Linked DNA regions of Pan troglodytes: region 2 is linked to region 1. A link is a contact called in public HiChIP or PLAC-seq data. All regions are on one chromosome and are shown on one strand. The core of a region is the stretch at or near the end of the contact, and the rest is flanking DNA. Distances in the headings are between cores, read along the strand shown.

Region 1 (7,458 bases), core at 1,464-3,963:
TTTGGGAGGCCGAGACGGGCAGATCATCTGAGGTCAGGAGTTCGAGACCAGCCTGGCCAACATGGTGGAATCCCGTCTCTATCAAAAATACAAAAATTAGCCGGGCGTGGTGGCAGGCGACTGTAATCCCAGCTACTTGGGAGGCTGAGCCATGAGTATCGCTTGAACGCGAGAGGTGGAGGCTGCAGTGAGTTGAGTTTGCACCACTGCCTTCCAACCTGGGGGACTAAGTGAGATTCTGTCGCAAACAAACAAACAAACAAACAAAAAAAAACTTGTGAAACTCTGGAAGCGGGGAGGAAGCGGAAGCTAAGAATTCCAGCGCCATCATTTCCTGGTTCAGTGACCTTGAGCCAATTATTTCACCCACCTGGGCTCCAGTATCTTAGTCTATGTTGAGAGTATAATAATGCTGACTAAATACTAATACTGATAATAATAATTCTGATACTTATGCTGAATGAATAAGGTAATACTGGTACACTCACACACCTAACCTGTTCCTTCCTTCATCAAACATTTATTGAACATGTACTCTGATCTGGGAGTTAATAATGAAAACAGACATGAGCCCTGCTGGTATTATGGAGCTTGTATTCTAGTAGAGGAAGACAGACAAGAGAAAACATCAATGATGAAGATAAATCTCAGATAAGGATAAGTGACTTGAAAAATAAATACAATAGGCTGGACGTGGTGGCTCATGCCTGTAATCTCAGCACTTTGGGAGGCCGAGGCCGGAGGATCACCTGAGGTCGAGAGTTCAAGACCAGCCTGGCCAACATGGTGAAACCCTGTCTCTACTAAAAATACAAAAATTAGCCGGGCATGGTAGTGGGCGCCTGTAATCCAAGCTACTCGGGAGGCTGAGACAGGAGAATTGCTTGAACCCGGGAGGCGGAGGTTGCAGTAAGCTGAAATCACGCTACTGCACTCCATCCTGGGTGACAGAGCAAGACTCCATCTTAAAGAAAAAAGAAAAGAAAAGAAGAAAAGAAAAATAAATACAATAATAAATCAAACAGAGTGATGGAGATAATGACAGAGTGCAGGGAAGACTACTTGAAACAGGAAAATCAGGGAAGGCCTCTTGGAGGAGGTAACATTTGAGCTGAAGACAGGAGTCATTTGAACGCTGGGGTTGGGGAGTGGTGGGGGGGCGTCGGGGGGAGAGGAAGTACAAAAGCTCTTAAAGCTTTTGAGAACAAGCTCAGGTTGTTTAGGGAGCAGACAGAAGGGCCAGTGTGGCTGGAGCACAGGGAGACAGAGGGAGTGGTGAGAAGGGAAATCAAAGGGTGCCCTTGAAGACTAGGGGAGGGGCTTGGATTTCATTCTAAGTGCAGTGGAAAGCCATTAGGTTTTAACAGAGTGTAGTACCAAAGATTTTTATTTTTTTTTTGAGATGGAGTCTTGCTCTGTCATCCAGGCTGGAGTGCAGTGGCATGATCTCAGCTCACTGCAACCTCCACCTCCCGGTTCAAGCGATTCTCCTGCCTCAGCCTCCTGAGTAGCTGGGATTACAGGTGCCCGCTACCACGCCCAGCCAATTTTTGTATTTTTAGTAGAGACGGGGGTTTCTCCATGTTGGCCAGGCTGGCCTCGAACTCCTGACCTCCAGTGATCTGCCTGCCTTGGCCTCCCAAAATGATGGGATTACAGGCGTAAGCCACCGTGCCCGGCCCCAAAGGTTTACTGTTAACTATTATTATTAATTTTGGGGATATTAAATTAGGGTCGGGGTGATGACTACTATGTACACGAGTCTCTTGGGAGGGGACCAGGTGCCCAGAACTCTGATAAATTGAGAGCAGGGGAATTCAAATCCTGGATCCAGGGAAGGGAACTGGATGATGGGATGTCTGGGTATCTGATGGGCCAGAGCTGGGTTTGGGATAGCTGTTGGTGATTCGGGCTCCCTGAGGGGGTGAGGGATGGACAGTTCAGTGCTTGGCTGGGTACCCCGAGACCTGGAAGCTGGGATACCAGTATAGCACAGACTCTAGAGCCACACTGGTTGGACTCAAAATCCAAGCTGTTTTACTCAATGGCTGTGTAATTTTTGGCAAGTTACTAATAATTTCTCTATGCCTCAGTCTCTTCATCTGAAAAATAGAGATAATAGTAAATACATTATAGGGCAGTTCTTAGGGTAGTGCTAGTCATATCAGGCATTGGGGCTCTGAGTGGAGTCAGTACTGGGGGACCCTGATTCAGGATCTCTAGGAGTTGGGGAAGGGGCAAATTCTTGGGTCCATTGGGTCTCAAGGCTAAAGTTGGGAATCCAAAATGAGGGTCCCTGGGGGAGAATAAGTAGTCTCAAACTTAAGTGCCTGAGAGACAGAAACTGGGGTCCGCACTCAGATCCCTAAGGAAGTTGCAAAGTCTGGGTCACTGAAGGAAAAATTAGGGGCTGGGGAGACATACGTTCCTCTTGGGGAGCAGGAAAAGAGGGCTCCACTTTCTTGAGAGGACTAGGGGGAGCCAGGGGCTAGGAAGATGGAAACTTGAGCCGGGGAGGTGAAAAACACGAGTCTAGGACTCAGAATCAAGTTCCCTGAGTGGGATCGGCGCCAGGCTTGGGTACCCTGGAGATATTAGGGGGGTCCCCGCACTATGGCTATGTAGAAGGGGAAGAATCAGAGGATCTGAGGGTGGCGACGGGATCTCCCCATCCTGGGCCTCCGAGATTATGAGCTGAGCTGAGCGTACGCAGGCCGCTTCCTCCCACAGGAAACCGCAGGCTTCGGGCACACCCAGCCTGCAGGGAGAGGCGCCCACTGCCCGCCCGCCCGGGGAGGCCCACGTGGGCAGCAGCCGCCGCCGCGGAGGGGGCGTGCCTTACAGAGCGAGTGGGTGTAACCAGAGGGGGCGTGGCCAGAAACCGGGGGGCGGTATGGAGTGCCCGAGGTCTCGCCCACTTCCGCCCTCCAGCGCGCGTACGTGGTAGGCGGCCAAGCGTTTTTGGCTGCTTCCCGGGAAGCCGTTGGTCGCGCTTGCGTAGTGAACCGCTGAGGCTGTGGTGAGCGCTCCTTCTCCGCGCAACTCGCGGCTTCGGCACCGCCTTCTTTCCTATGAATCCTTAATTTAACGTGGTCATAGTCAGCTTAAGACCGGCACCTCTCGGGCTCCGTCTTGTAGGACCTCGGCCTGGCCTCGAGGGCTTCCATACAGGTCACCGCAGGCTCTTTCAACTCCCGCCGCTTCCAAGCCCGCGGTACTAGTGAGACCTCAGCCTCGACCTCCCCAGGACCATTTCGACCTCCCGCAGGCCTTCAAGGCCTGAGCGCCTCCCGATTAGCCCGCCCTTCACCGCCCTTCCACCGGGCCCCTCGTAAGGCCTTCCAAACGCGACCCTCGAAGCCCGCCCCTTACGGGGAAGCCCCTCCGCTCGCTGTCTCCGAAGCCCCGTCCTGTACTGGTGTCTGTGCCCCTCCCCTCGCCGGCTCCTAAGTCGCGTCCTGTACAGGTGTCCGTGCCCCTCCCCTCGCCGGCCCCGAAGCCCCGCCCCTCGAAGTTCCTCCCACTTACTCTCCTCACAGGTCTCAGCCCCGCCCATCACAGCTCCCTACGGCACGCCCCTCTCAGGCCTCACAGCCGTGCACCTCTCAGGGCTCCGCAGCACCGCTCCACAGGCCCACCCGGCTCCGCCCCTTTCAGGACCTCGCCGCCCATCAGTTTTGTTTGTTTGTTTGTTTGTTTTTTGAGACGGAGTCTCGCTCTGTCGCCCAGGCTGGAGTGCAGTGGCGGGATCTCGGCTCACTGCAACCTCCGCCTCCCGGGTTCAAGCGATTCTCCTGCCCCAGCCTCCTGAGTAGCTGAGATTACAGGCACGAGCCGCCATGTCCGGCTAATTTTTTGTACTTTTAGTAGAGACAGGGTTTCACCATGTTGGCCAGGTTGGTCTCGAACTCGTGACCTCAAGTGATGCGCCCGCCTCGGCCTCCCAAAATGCTGGGATTGCAGGCGTGAGCCACCGCGCCTGGCCTTGCCCATCAGTTCTCAGTCCGTGGGAACCCTGCAGGTCTACGCCTCGCATCCTTCTCCGCCCCGCCTCCCATAGTTTCTCCCGCGGCCTCGGTCCCTCCCTGGCCGCTGTCCTCAGTCCTCATTGGTCCCTTATCTCCCCAGTAACCAGACCACAACACTGAACTTGGAGCACCAAGAACAGGTCAGGCCCGTCGGCAGGTAGGGCCCAGGACTCCCCCGACCATGCTCAACCCCCCCTACAGCAGGCCGGGGTTTCCCCCTCTCCTGCGACCAAACAGCCTGGCCTCGGATATCCTGAGAGCCCAGGAGGCCTATCCCCTGCCAAACCCGCGCCAGAATCGGAGCCTAGACGCAAGACCCAGAGTGTGAGAGGTGGGAGGGCTGGAGAGGTGTGGGAGAGGCCTGAGAGAGGTTCCCCCTCCAACCCCTCTTGGAGGAATGAGGCCAGCGTGGTTCTAGGGTCACCCCCTTTCAATTCCCAGTCCCTCGCAGTTCATTGTCCACCCTCTCTGGGCCCTGGCCCGCCTGCTGTCTGAAGGGTCTTATATGTCCATCCCTACAGGAGCCCCACCCTGTTTGGCCAGGATGCCTTTGGGACGCTTGGCAGGGAGTGCCCGCTCCGAGGAGGGAAGCGAGGCCTTTCTGGAGGGAATGGGTAATTCATTCATTCTTTATATCATTCACCCATTCTTTTCCAGCCCCCAGCTTTCCCAAGTTCCAGGTCCTGTAGGGAGGGAGGGAGAGTGTCTGTCCAGGAGCGCCCTCTGGTGGGAACAGACATGCGCCCTAAGGGAGGCGGGGCGGGCACCACCGTGGGTGGGCCAAGCCTGGGCAGTGGGGCAGGCTGGAGACTTCAGGCAGCAGAAGTTTGAGTGGGGCCCAGAACTCCCTGTAGGAATTGCCAAGGGGAGAAGGAAGGAAGGGTGTTTCTACAGAGATGACAGAATGTGGCTAGAGTAGGCTTTCTCAACCTTGGTACTGTTGACTCTTGGGGTGGGATAATTCTTTGTTGTGGGGGCAGTCCTGTGTGTCGTAGGATGCCAAGCAGTGTCCATGGCTTCTACTCACTGGATACCAGTAGCCCCCTCCCTTCTCCACAAGTCATGACAATGACAAATGTCTCTAGGCTGAGCATGCTGGCTCATGCCTGTAATCCCAGCACTTTGGGAAGCTGAGGAAGGAGGATCACTTGAGCCCAGGAGTTCAAGACCAGCCTGAGCAACACAGTGAGACCTCATCTCTACAAAAATAAAATAAAATTAGCCAGGTGTGATGGCGTGCACCCATAATCCCAGCTACTCGGGAGGCTGAGGTGGGAGGATCACTTGAGCCTGTGAGGTGGAGGCTGCAATGAGCTGAGATTGTGCCACTGCGCTACAGCCTGGGGGACAGAGCGAGACCCTGTCTAGAAAAAAATAAGTCTCCAGACATTGCCAAATGTTTTTGGAAGGCAGAATCACCCGCTGATTGAAAACTACTGGGCCTTTGGAGATGGGGAGCATATGGGCAAGACTGGAGAGGTGGGTAAAGTCAGGTCACTTGGGGTCTCGGATCCCAGGCTGAGGTGCTGAGACTTTGTCCTGCAGGTACTGGGGCATCATGGGAGGCCTATGAGGGGTAGGGTCTGCTGTGGGTGGGGTAGGGTTGGCTGTGGGTGTAGAGAGACCCTCTGGGACTGTGTGGGAAGGCTGGAAGTTGAGAGAAAGGTTGGGGTGATGGTCCAGGTAGGAAAGGATGAGGCTGAGCCCAGGGGATGGGTTGAGAGAGGGAGGAGGCAAGAGGATGGGGCTGAGGGCTGCTGATGGTGCGGCAGAAAAGGAGGGAGGGAGCAAGAGCCTTCCCAATTCCAGGTGGTGTGCCCAGGTCCCAGAAGACCCAGAGGCCTTCCAGAAGTGCCCTCTGGTGGGATGGGAGTGGGTTTTAGGGGAAAAAACCCTGAGTTCAGTTTTGGGTATGAAGGGATGAGGAAGCTCGAGGGATCCCGGAACTGAGGTGCATTCCTAGAGGGGTGTTGGAGGCTGGATCTGCAGTTCAGTTGCAGTTTGTGAGACCCCAAAGGGAGCAGAATTCCTAGGTCCTGGGTTAGGAGGAGCTGGTGGCCAGGATCCCTGCTGAGTCCCTTGGCTGGCCCTGTTCTCAGTGGATTGGGAGCTGAGTAGGCTGCAGCGACAATGCAAAGTGATGGAAGGGGAGAGGCGGGCCTACAGCAAGGAAGTCCACCAGCGCATCAACAAGCAACTGTGAGCTGGGCGCCTGGGCCCTGAGCTGGGGAGGAGGGGGTCAGAGGGGCTGAAGACTGGACTCCTGGGTCCTGCCTTCAGTGATGCTGAGTTCTGCCCCCTTACTGGCCCCTCTTCCACCTCCCTGCCTGGGTAGTGAGGAGATCCGGCGCTTGGAGGAGGTACGGGGTGATCTCCAGGTGCAGATCAGTGCAGCCCAGAACCAGGTCAAGCGGCTTCGGGACAGTGAGCGGCTGGAGAACATGGACCGCCTGCTGCAGGGCCGGGCCCAGGTGCAGGCGGAGATCGAGGAGCTGCAGGAGCAGACCAGGGCCCTGGACAAGCAGGTGGGGTTTGAGAGGGGGTTCTGCGGATCCTGCTTATGGGCAACTGTTGTAACCTCCCTGAGCCTTAGCTTCCTCATGTGAAATTGGGGCTATTAGGCCAGGCACAGTGGCTCATGCCTGTAATCCCAGCACATTGTGAGGCTGAGGCGGGCAGATCACTTGAGGTCAGGAGTTCAAGACCAGCCTGGCCAACGTGGTGAAACCCCATCTCTACAAAAAATACAAAAATTAGCCAGGCATGGTGGCACATGCCTGTAATCCCAGCTACTTGAGAGGCTGAAGCAGGAGAATAGTTTTTTGTTTTGTTTTGTTTTTGAGATGGAGTCTTGCTCTGTCGCCCAGGCTGGAGTGCATTGGCACAATCTCGGCTCACTGCAAGCTTCGCCTCCCAGGTTCATGCTATTCTCCTGCCTCAGCTTCCCGAGTAGCTGGGACTACAGGTGCCCACCACCACGCCTGGCTACTTTTTTTGTATTTTTAGTAGAGACAGGATTTTACTGTGTTAGCCAGGATGGTCTCGATCTCCTGACCTTGTGATCCGCCCACCTCGGCCCCCAAAGTGCTGAGATTACAGGCGTGAGCCACTGCGCTCGGCCAGGAGAATCGTTTAAACCCGGGGGGCAGAGGTTTCAGTGAGCCAAGATCGCGCCACTGCACTCCAGCCTGGTCGACAGAGCAAGACTCTGTCTCAAAAAAAAAAAAAAAAATCGGGGCTATTGAAAGCATCCATCTGGTAGAGTTGTGTTCAGTGGAAACATAGATGTTCGCTGCTTTAGCACAGTCCCAGGCATTCAAAAACAGGACTGGTGTGGTTAAGCAGGAAAGGTTCGCATGTTAGAGTCCCCAAAACCTGCATTAGAGTCCTGGCTCTGCCATCGGAGCTCTGTGATCGGGGGCAGGCAGGT
Region 2 (7,458 bases), core at 1,404-3,903, 150 kb before region 1:
CTGGAGTGCAGTGGCGTGATCACAGCTCATTGCAGCTTCGAACTGCTGGGCTCAAGGGATCCTCTCACTTCGGCCTCCTCAGAAGCTGGGACTATAGGCATGCCCCAACACACCTGGCTAATTTATTTATTTATATTTTTTCTAGAGATGAGTTATCACTATGCTGCCCAGGCTGGTCTCAAAGTCCTGGCTTCAAGCAATCCTCCCTCCTCGGCCTCTCAAAGCACTGGGATTACAGGCATAAGCCACCGAACCCAGCCAATCAATGTTTGTTGAATGACTGAACAGAATTCCAATTGCTTCAGGAAAGAATAACGTGACAACCTGTTAGCAGACGCAGTCCTTCAAGGGCTGTGAACTCGAAGCCCTGGCTAGACTGGAGGTTTCTCTCACTCTCTGTGCTACGAAGACCTCTCTACTACTGCTTTATCTCACTGTGAACTGTGGTATCGGTGTCCAAGGGCTCTCTGAGTACAAGGCAGCATCTAATTCTTCTTTGGGTCCCCAGCATTGCCCTACACAGGATCAGACTCTTGAGAGGCCTCAGAAAATGGGTGTTAAATGAGTATGTGAACAGGCCGGGCACGGTGGCTCATGCCTGTAATCCCAACACTTTGGGAGGCTGAGGCGGGCGGATCACCTGACGTCAGGAGTTTGGAAGCAGCCTGGCCAACATGGTGAAACCCCATCTGTACTAAAAATACAAAAATTAGCTGGGCATGGTGGTGGGAGCCTGTAAGCCCAGCTACTTGGGAGGCTGAGGCAGGAGAATCGCAGGAGGCGGAGGTTAGTGAGCCAAGATCACATCGCTGCACTCCAGCCTGGGTGATAGAGCAAGACTCTGTCACACACACACACACACACACACACACAAAAAGAGTAGGTGAACAAAAGCCTTTCCTCCACCTGGTGAACACCTACTCATCCTTCAAACCCGACCTGAATGTCTCCTCCTCAAGGAAGCCCTCCCTGACCCCACCAGCCTGCCTCCTCCAGAGGTCCACTACCCTGATACCTTCCTCCGTCACGGCACCTTTGCGGGAGGGAGGTCAACTCTCCTTTGTGCATGTCACTTTGTCCACAGCCCCTACAAGACTCGAGCTCATCTTGGGACCAGAAATGCGCCCATACAAGTAGAAAGTGGAAGACGACCTTCCAGGCAGGGGACAAAACAGTCAGGAGGGCTGGAACACTTGGTCAGTGTTCAGTGTTCAGAAAACAAATGGACAGCCAATATCTGAATCCAGAGATTAGGACCAAGTCTGTCCACCTAGAATAGACCCGGCACCATCACGCTTCTTGAACCCGGAGGTGCCAGAAGCCCCTGCCTGGATGTTTGCCCAGCTGATCCCAGTCCTGTGGCCCCAAGCACCTTCTTGGGGTCCATGTTGAACTTCTTCCTGCCCATTGCCATCTTCCGGTTCCGTTGCAAGGTCTTACTGCAGGAGCAGAGAGCAGGGTTGGGGGTGGAGGGTCAATGCCTGGGCATCCCTGGCCTCAGCCAACCCCACGCCCCCTAGGTCATCCGCCCCAGCCCTCACCTGCCCTCATTGGCCTCCAGCCCCTCCACCTCGCTCATGGCTTCACTGAGCTCCTCCCGCAGGCGCTGAATCTCCACCAGCAGCTCCTGCTTCCGCCGCCGGATGTTCTCCAGCTCCATCCGCTCCTCCGGAGTCAGGTCTGGGGGTTCTAGGGATCGGGGTCAAGGTTTAAAAGTCAGTGCTAGGGGCCGTGAGCCTGAATTCCTGCAATCTGGGGGCGGACAGAGCTGGGAGAGGATGTGTAACGGGCTTCCTATGTCTGCACAGAAGAATGGGCTGGGGGCCTGGATTCCTCCCTGCAGAAGAGAAAGAGCTGGGGCTCTAAACTCTTGAGTCCTGGGGGACAAGGGGAATTGGGTCCCGGATTCCTGAGTCTGAGGGAGAAGGGAAATGGGTGCCTGAGCTCTTAGGTCTGAGGGAAGAAAGGGCTGGGGGCCTCGGCTTCTAGGTCCATTACTTGGAAGGGGACTGAGGCCTTGGTTTTCTGACTCCATTACTGGCGAGGTAGCTGGGGACCTGGTTATCCGGACTACTGGGTCCATGAAAAGTCACTACAGCCGGGGGAACTGATGACAGCTCAGGAGAGTTGGGAAGGTGGGGCGGGACATCGAAGGTCCCCGCCCCCCAAGATTTCTCCCCTCCCCGCAACCCAAGCGCCCCTCCCCGGCCCCGGCAGGCGCTGGGCTCGCCCGCCCCTCCAGCGGGAATGGTTCCGCCCCGGCCTCGCCTCCACCACTCCATCCCGCCCCTCCCGCCGCCACCGGAAACAGGCTCAGCCCAAACAATGGCCTGGAACGCCCGGCTTTCGGGCCCCGCCGGAAGCCCGTCCAGCGCCCAACAAAAGCGGCGCGACAAGTCTACGACTGAGCCGAACGCTTCTGGGCGCCGCGCGCCAGGGGGAAACGTTCGCGGGGGAACGTTCAGGAGAAAACGCTCCAGCAACTCCCAGCCGACCCCGCCCCTCCCCGACCTACCATAGACGCCGTCCTCCATGGCGGCTAGGAAGGCCCGCGGGGAGTCCGGGGCGGTCCCGCCAGTCGGGCCTGGATCCGCGTTGGCCCGCGGGCTCGGGTGAGCCCGCTCAAACGCCCCGGGAGCCACCGCCGCCTCCTCAGCGCCAGTCCTCAGCGCTGAAAAGACTCTCCCTTCGTCGCCCAACCGCCCCTTCAGTAGGGACCGCCCCTCTTTTTGACACTGTCCAATCCACAGTGGGCGCTTTCGTCCTCCCCGCCCTCGCCACCAAAGGATCGTTCTCCAGGGCCAACAGCCGTACAAAAAGCGGGTGTAGGTATGTCCGGCCAGAGGTAGACGGCCCGCGGGGCCAATCGGAGTGCAGGCAGGGCAGCAGGCCCCGCCTCCGAAACAACAGAAAGCACTTGACAGGCTTGCTCTCCAATGAGAAGCCCCGGAAAAGTGTCGCGCGGAGGCGGAGCCACGCGGTACAGCCACCTCTGCGCCTGCTCAAAGGCCCTGGACACTTGGAGTCTAGGTGAACCGAGCCCCGCCTCCGATAATACGTTGTTAGGGGGCGGTACTTTGTTAGTCTTGTTGCTAGGAGGCGGGGCTAGAACTGGCTTGTTTCCGTAAGCCACACCTCCTAGCAGGCCATGCTGGCTTCTGACCGCAAAGGTTGCCATGCAACCGGGAGCGGCTTTAGGCCTCCTTTTCTTTTGCATTTCTTCTCCGCGTATTTCTCCTCCTCTCAGCCCCTTCTTACCGCCGAACTCCTTCTTTATCACCATCTATGCCCTCCCCATCCCCCTCAGCCTCTTCGGAGTCGTGGAGTGGTGAAACAAAAGACTTCTTCGTTTTTTCTTTTTTTTTTTTTTTGAGACAGAGTCTTGCTCGGTCGCCCAAGCTGGAGTGCAGTTGCGCGATCTCGGTTCACTGCAACCTCCGCCTCCCGGGTTCAAGCAATTCTCCTGCCTCAGCCTCCCGAGTAGCTGGGATTACAGGGTTGCACCATGATGGTGCATGCCTGGCTATTTTTTGTATTTTTAATAGAGACGGGCGTTTCACCATGTTGGCCAAGCTGGTCTCGAACTCCTGACCTCATGATCCGCCCACCTTGGCCTTCCAAAGTGCTGGGATTACAGGCGTGAGCCACCGCGCCTGGCCAAGATTTACTTTTTTCTAAATGCTATGCTATTTGGTATCGGTCATGGGGAATGGAACAGGGGAAGGTAAAATTTAGTGAAAGCACAGGCTTGGCCTTCCTGGCACCTTCTGCCGCTCAGACTCCTCCCTCATTTCTCCAAACTCCTTCCTTTAGCTTAGCATCCTCCTAAGACTCCTCCCTTCCCCAAGCATCCTCCTGCTAAGACAACTCCCCTTTCCTCAGCATCCTCCCACCTCTCTGATTCCTTCTCCCATCTCAGAGGCCTTTCTTCCTCTCTGGCTACCCTCAAGTCACGGTCCCCCTTGTCCTCTCATACTCTTGCCCTTTTTTTTTTTTTTTTTTTTTTTTGAGACAGAGTTTTGCTCTTTTGCCCAGTCTGGAATGAACTGGCATGATCTCAGCTCACTGCAACCTCCACCCACAAGGTTGACGCGATACTCCTGCCTCAGCCTCCCAAGTAGCTGGGATTATAGGTGCCCACCACCATGCCCGGCTAATTTTTGTATTTTTAGTAGAGACGGGGTTTCGCCATGTTGGCCAGGCTGGTCTCAAACTCCTGACCTCAGGTGATCCACCCGCCTCAGCCTCCCAAAGTGCTAGGCGTGAGCCACCGTGCCCAGCCACCCTTGCCCTTCTTAAACTCCTCCCTCCTCTGAGGCCCCTTCCCCTTCCCCTTCCCCTTCCCCAGCCTCTATGTCCCATTATTTGTAAGGGAATGTGGTCAAGGGGCTGGCTGGAATAGGGAACCCAGGCACCCCTGTAAAGAGGGAAGCCGTAATGGGGGCTGAAGTGGTGTCTGGGCCTCGTCCTCATTTGCTGTCCCTGGGCTGGGCAGGTGGGGACGGATTCAGGGCCAGGACCTAGTTAAGCTGTCGGATTAGACATGGAGGCTCCTAATCCCCTCACTGACCTTTATGAGTGGCCCAGGCCCTGCCCTCCCCAGTGGAAACCCAGGCTGGGCTTCCCTGCTCCCATACTCCTTTCAAACGAAACCCCCTCCCTGCCCCTTCACTTCCAACTTAACATCTTTCCCCAACCCTGCGTTTCCATTGCCCCCATCCCTACCTACCCCAGACACCCTGAGCTGAGAGAGCAGGCAGCTAATTAATCCCATCCGGTTATTACATGGGGATTCTGAGGGATAAAGGGAGATGGAGAAGCTGCAGGGGGCATTTGGGTTGATGCAGCACTTGTGAAGGCTGAATGGCAATGACAGTGGCTGCCCTCGGTCCAGAACACGGGGTGGGAACACGTCCTCCTCACTGTCACTGGCTCCCTCTGCAGTTGGCTCCCAGCCTGCGGGGCACTTAGGTAGATGGTAGCATGGGCAGGGGGCCAGGTCGGAGGACCCATGCTCGAGAAGCACATTCGCAGACACACCCGCTAGGGCTCCCAGTTCTTTAATCTGGGGGACAGGTCTCCCCCTAAAACACTCACTCTCCCACAATGGGAAGAACCCTGGTGTCCAGAGCTACCTCCTCCTCCCGAGGTCCCCAAGCTGGGCCAGGGAAGTGACTCTGGCTGTTAGCCACAGCCCACGCCTACCCTTGCCCTGTGATTCAGACACCCGAGTTCAGAGCCAGCCTCCAAGAGTATCTTACATCCCAGCGTCTCCTGGAAGGCCGTATGATCCAGCACTGGGGAGAGGAGGGAAATCCCCAGGACTCGAATGCCCATCCCACCCTCGGTGTAGTGAGGACTCATCCTGCTGGAAAGGCCCCTGAAGAACTTCAAGTTCCAATGTCCCGTTTTTACAGATGGGGAAACTGACATGAAGAGGAGTCCAAAGTGACACAGTAAGTTGGGGCAGCATTGGGATTTAGAGCAAAGCTTCTGGGGTCCTTGAAAAGGACCTCATTCCAATTAGCTAGCACTCCATCTCTAAGCCTGTTGTAGGGACCAAGGGAAAAAATAGATAGATATCTGTATTTATATTACATATATATAATATACATATGTATAATATCTTTAAGAAACAGACACACGGCTGGGCATGGTGGCTCACACCTGTAATCCCAGCACTTTGGGAGACCGAGGCAGGTGGATCATCTGAGGTCGGGAGTTCAAGACCAACCTCGCCAACATGGCGAAACCCCGTCTCTACTAAAAATACAAAAATTAGCCAGGCATAGTGGCTCATGCCTGTAATCCCAGCGACTCAGGAGACTGAGGCAGGAGAAACACTTGAAGCCGGGAGGCGGAGGTTGCAGTGAGCTGAGATCACGCCATTGCACTCCAGCCTGGGCGGCAGAGCGAGACTCGGTCTCAAAAAAAAAAAAAAAAGAAAAGAAAAAGAAAAAGAAATAGACACACATCACTAGGTGTAGGGTTCCAGAGCATTCTAGACCCACCAGCCCTGGGCCTCCCCCTTCCCTTGTCCACTAATTAGCCCTGTGCCCTACAGGGTCTCACCTTCACCTTCACCTTCCAGGTCAGGCCAGAAATGTTGCTTCTGAAGTCCTGAGTCCACCTCCTAGCACTGCCAAGCAGTCCACCTGGAGGTGATGAGAACTTCCAGGCTTTGGTAATGGACAACTCTGTATCCCTGGAGCCTTCATTCCTTTTGGCATTACAGAACCACAAGAAGTCATCTAGAATCATTGAGATTCTCAACTCCATTGGGCAAACTGGAACCAGCAAAATCTCAGATATCTAGAATTGCCACTGCTTCCTTGACTCTGTGATCAGTCTACAGCCACAGAATCCTGATTCCCTTTGGACATTCTAGAATGGCACTTAAAAAAAAAATAACAACCCACCCAGTGGATCCTTTCAAAGCATTGCTTATTCTCTTGGCTGAGTGCTCTACAGCCAGAAGTTGGAGTTATCTAATATTAAGAACTCTTAATCTGTCACTTCAGTCTTTCTAAACCCACAGACTAACAATGTTTTGTGCATTCTAGAAACATTACTCTTTAGTTTCTGGAGTAGTTCAACTCTCCAGGTAAAATCTGTCCTAGACTCACCAGTGCTTGCCTCTGTGGTCAACCTAGACTCACAGAATCTCAACTAATGAGCTTTCTGGAACCACAGGTCTTTTTTTTTTTTTTTTTTGGTCTTTGGTCAATCAAGATGATCTTGAATACTTGGGGCATTCCATAACCTTCCCTCCTTAGGTGGTCTAGAACAAATGATTTGCTACTCAGTTGGCTGAGTTGAGAAGCAACACTCCCTTGAATCTTAGGTGAATCCAGACCTACAAACTCTTGATATCTGATGCTGTTCAAGAACTGCCAACTTGCTTCCCCAGAGGCAGTCTATACCATTGGCTTCTCACCCTGGTCAACAATCCAGGTCTCCCCATATAGAGGAATCTAGAACCGCCAGTCTTTTCCTCATGGGTGATCCAGAATTCTGGTGAGACTGAGGAATCAGGCTCATAAAGGGTTCTCAGGAGGGAGCACAGAAGCAGAGGAATTAAGGTCCAGTATGTCCATGGTGGGTCACCAGGCATGGCAGAACCTTACCACCTAGTCATTTACCCAGCAGGCCTGTCGGTATTCAGGAACATCTGCCCCCATCCCAGAAGAGAGCCCCATCCCTCCATCTTGCTACCTTGGGGAAGGGGGCATACATGGGGAAGGGGACATCAGTTTGCATCATGGAGGCAGGGTCAGCGCCAGGGTTGGTGTGAGAACTTGGGGGCTAGCAGCCCCATCTTCTGTTTCCACCCCATTCCCTTCCTCAGTCTCATCGTCCTCATCTTCCTCCTGGCAGCAGCTCAGAGCAAGTTCATTCTCATAACAAAATGCAGTCAGAGAGCCGGGGAAACTAGACTTGAGGCTGTGGGAAGCCTGC

The links. HiChIP or PLAC-seq counts read pairs in DNA pulled down with a chosen protein or histone mark.
Region 2: a contact with region 1 is called in an H3K4me3 HiChIP or PLAC-seq map of stem cell-derived excitatory neurons, with 4 times the contacts expected there. The contact joins the promoter of CYTH2 here to the promoter of ODAD1 in region 1. A contact is called at or near these places in 1 of 7 Hi-C or Micro-C datasets (stem cell-derived neural progenitor cells) and 1 of 1 datasets of contacts at active chromatin or transcription factors (stem cell-derived excitatory neurons).

Annotation. Positions count from the first base shown.
Region 1 is chr20:51,260,580-51,268,037 of NHGRI_mPanTro3-v2.0_pri, reverse strand. ODAD1 (outer dynein arm docking complex subunit 1) reads left to right here and starts at 2,713. Exons shown (of 14, transcript XM_054673689.2): 1 at 2,713-3,019; 2 at 4,129-4,168; 3 at 4,550-4,642. It overlaps EMP3 (epithelial membrane protein 3), which reads right to left and starts at 962. Exons shown (of 5, transcript XM_513005.9): 1 at 1-962.
Region 2 is chr20:51,409,244-51,416,701 of NHGRI_mPanTro3-v2.0_pri, reverse strand. It overlaps CYTH2 (cytohesin 2), which reads right to left and starts at 2,653. Exons shown (of 12, transcript XM_063802035.1): 1 at 2,516-2,653; 2 at 1,542-1,689; 3 at 1,016-1,439. It overlaps LOC107969779 (serine/arginine repetitive matrix protein 1-like), which reads left to right and starts at 2,111. Exons shown (of 3, transcript XM_054673693.1): 1 at 2,111-3,030; 2 at 5,418-5,456; 3 at 6,092-6,437. The coding sequence starts at 2,111. The coding sequence ends at 5,430. It overlaps KCNJ14 (potassium inwardly rectifying channel subfamily J member 14), which reads right to left. Exons shown (of 3, transcript XM_009435986.5): 3 at 5,045-7,458. The coding sequence ends at 7,260.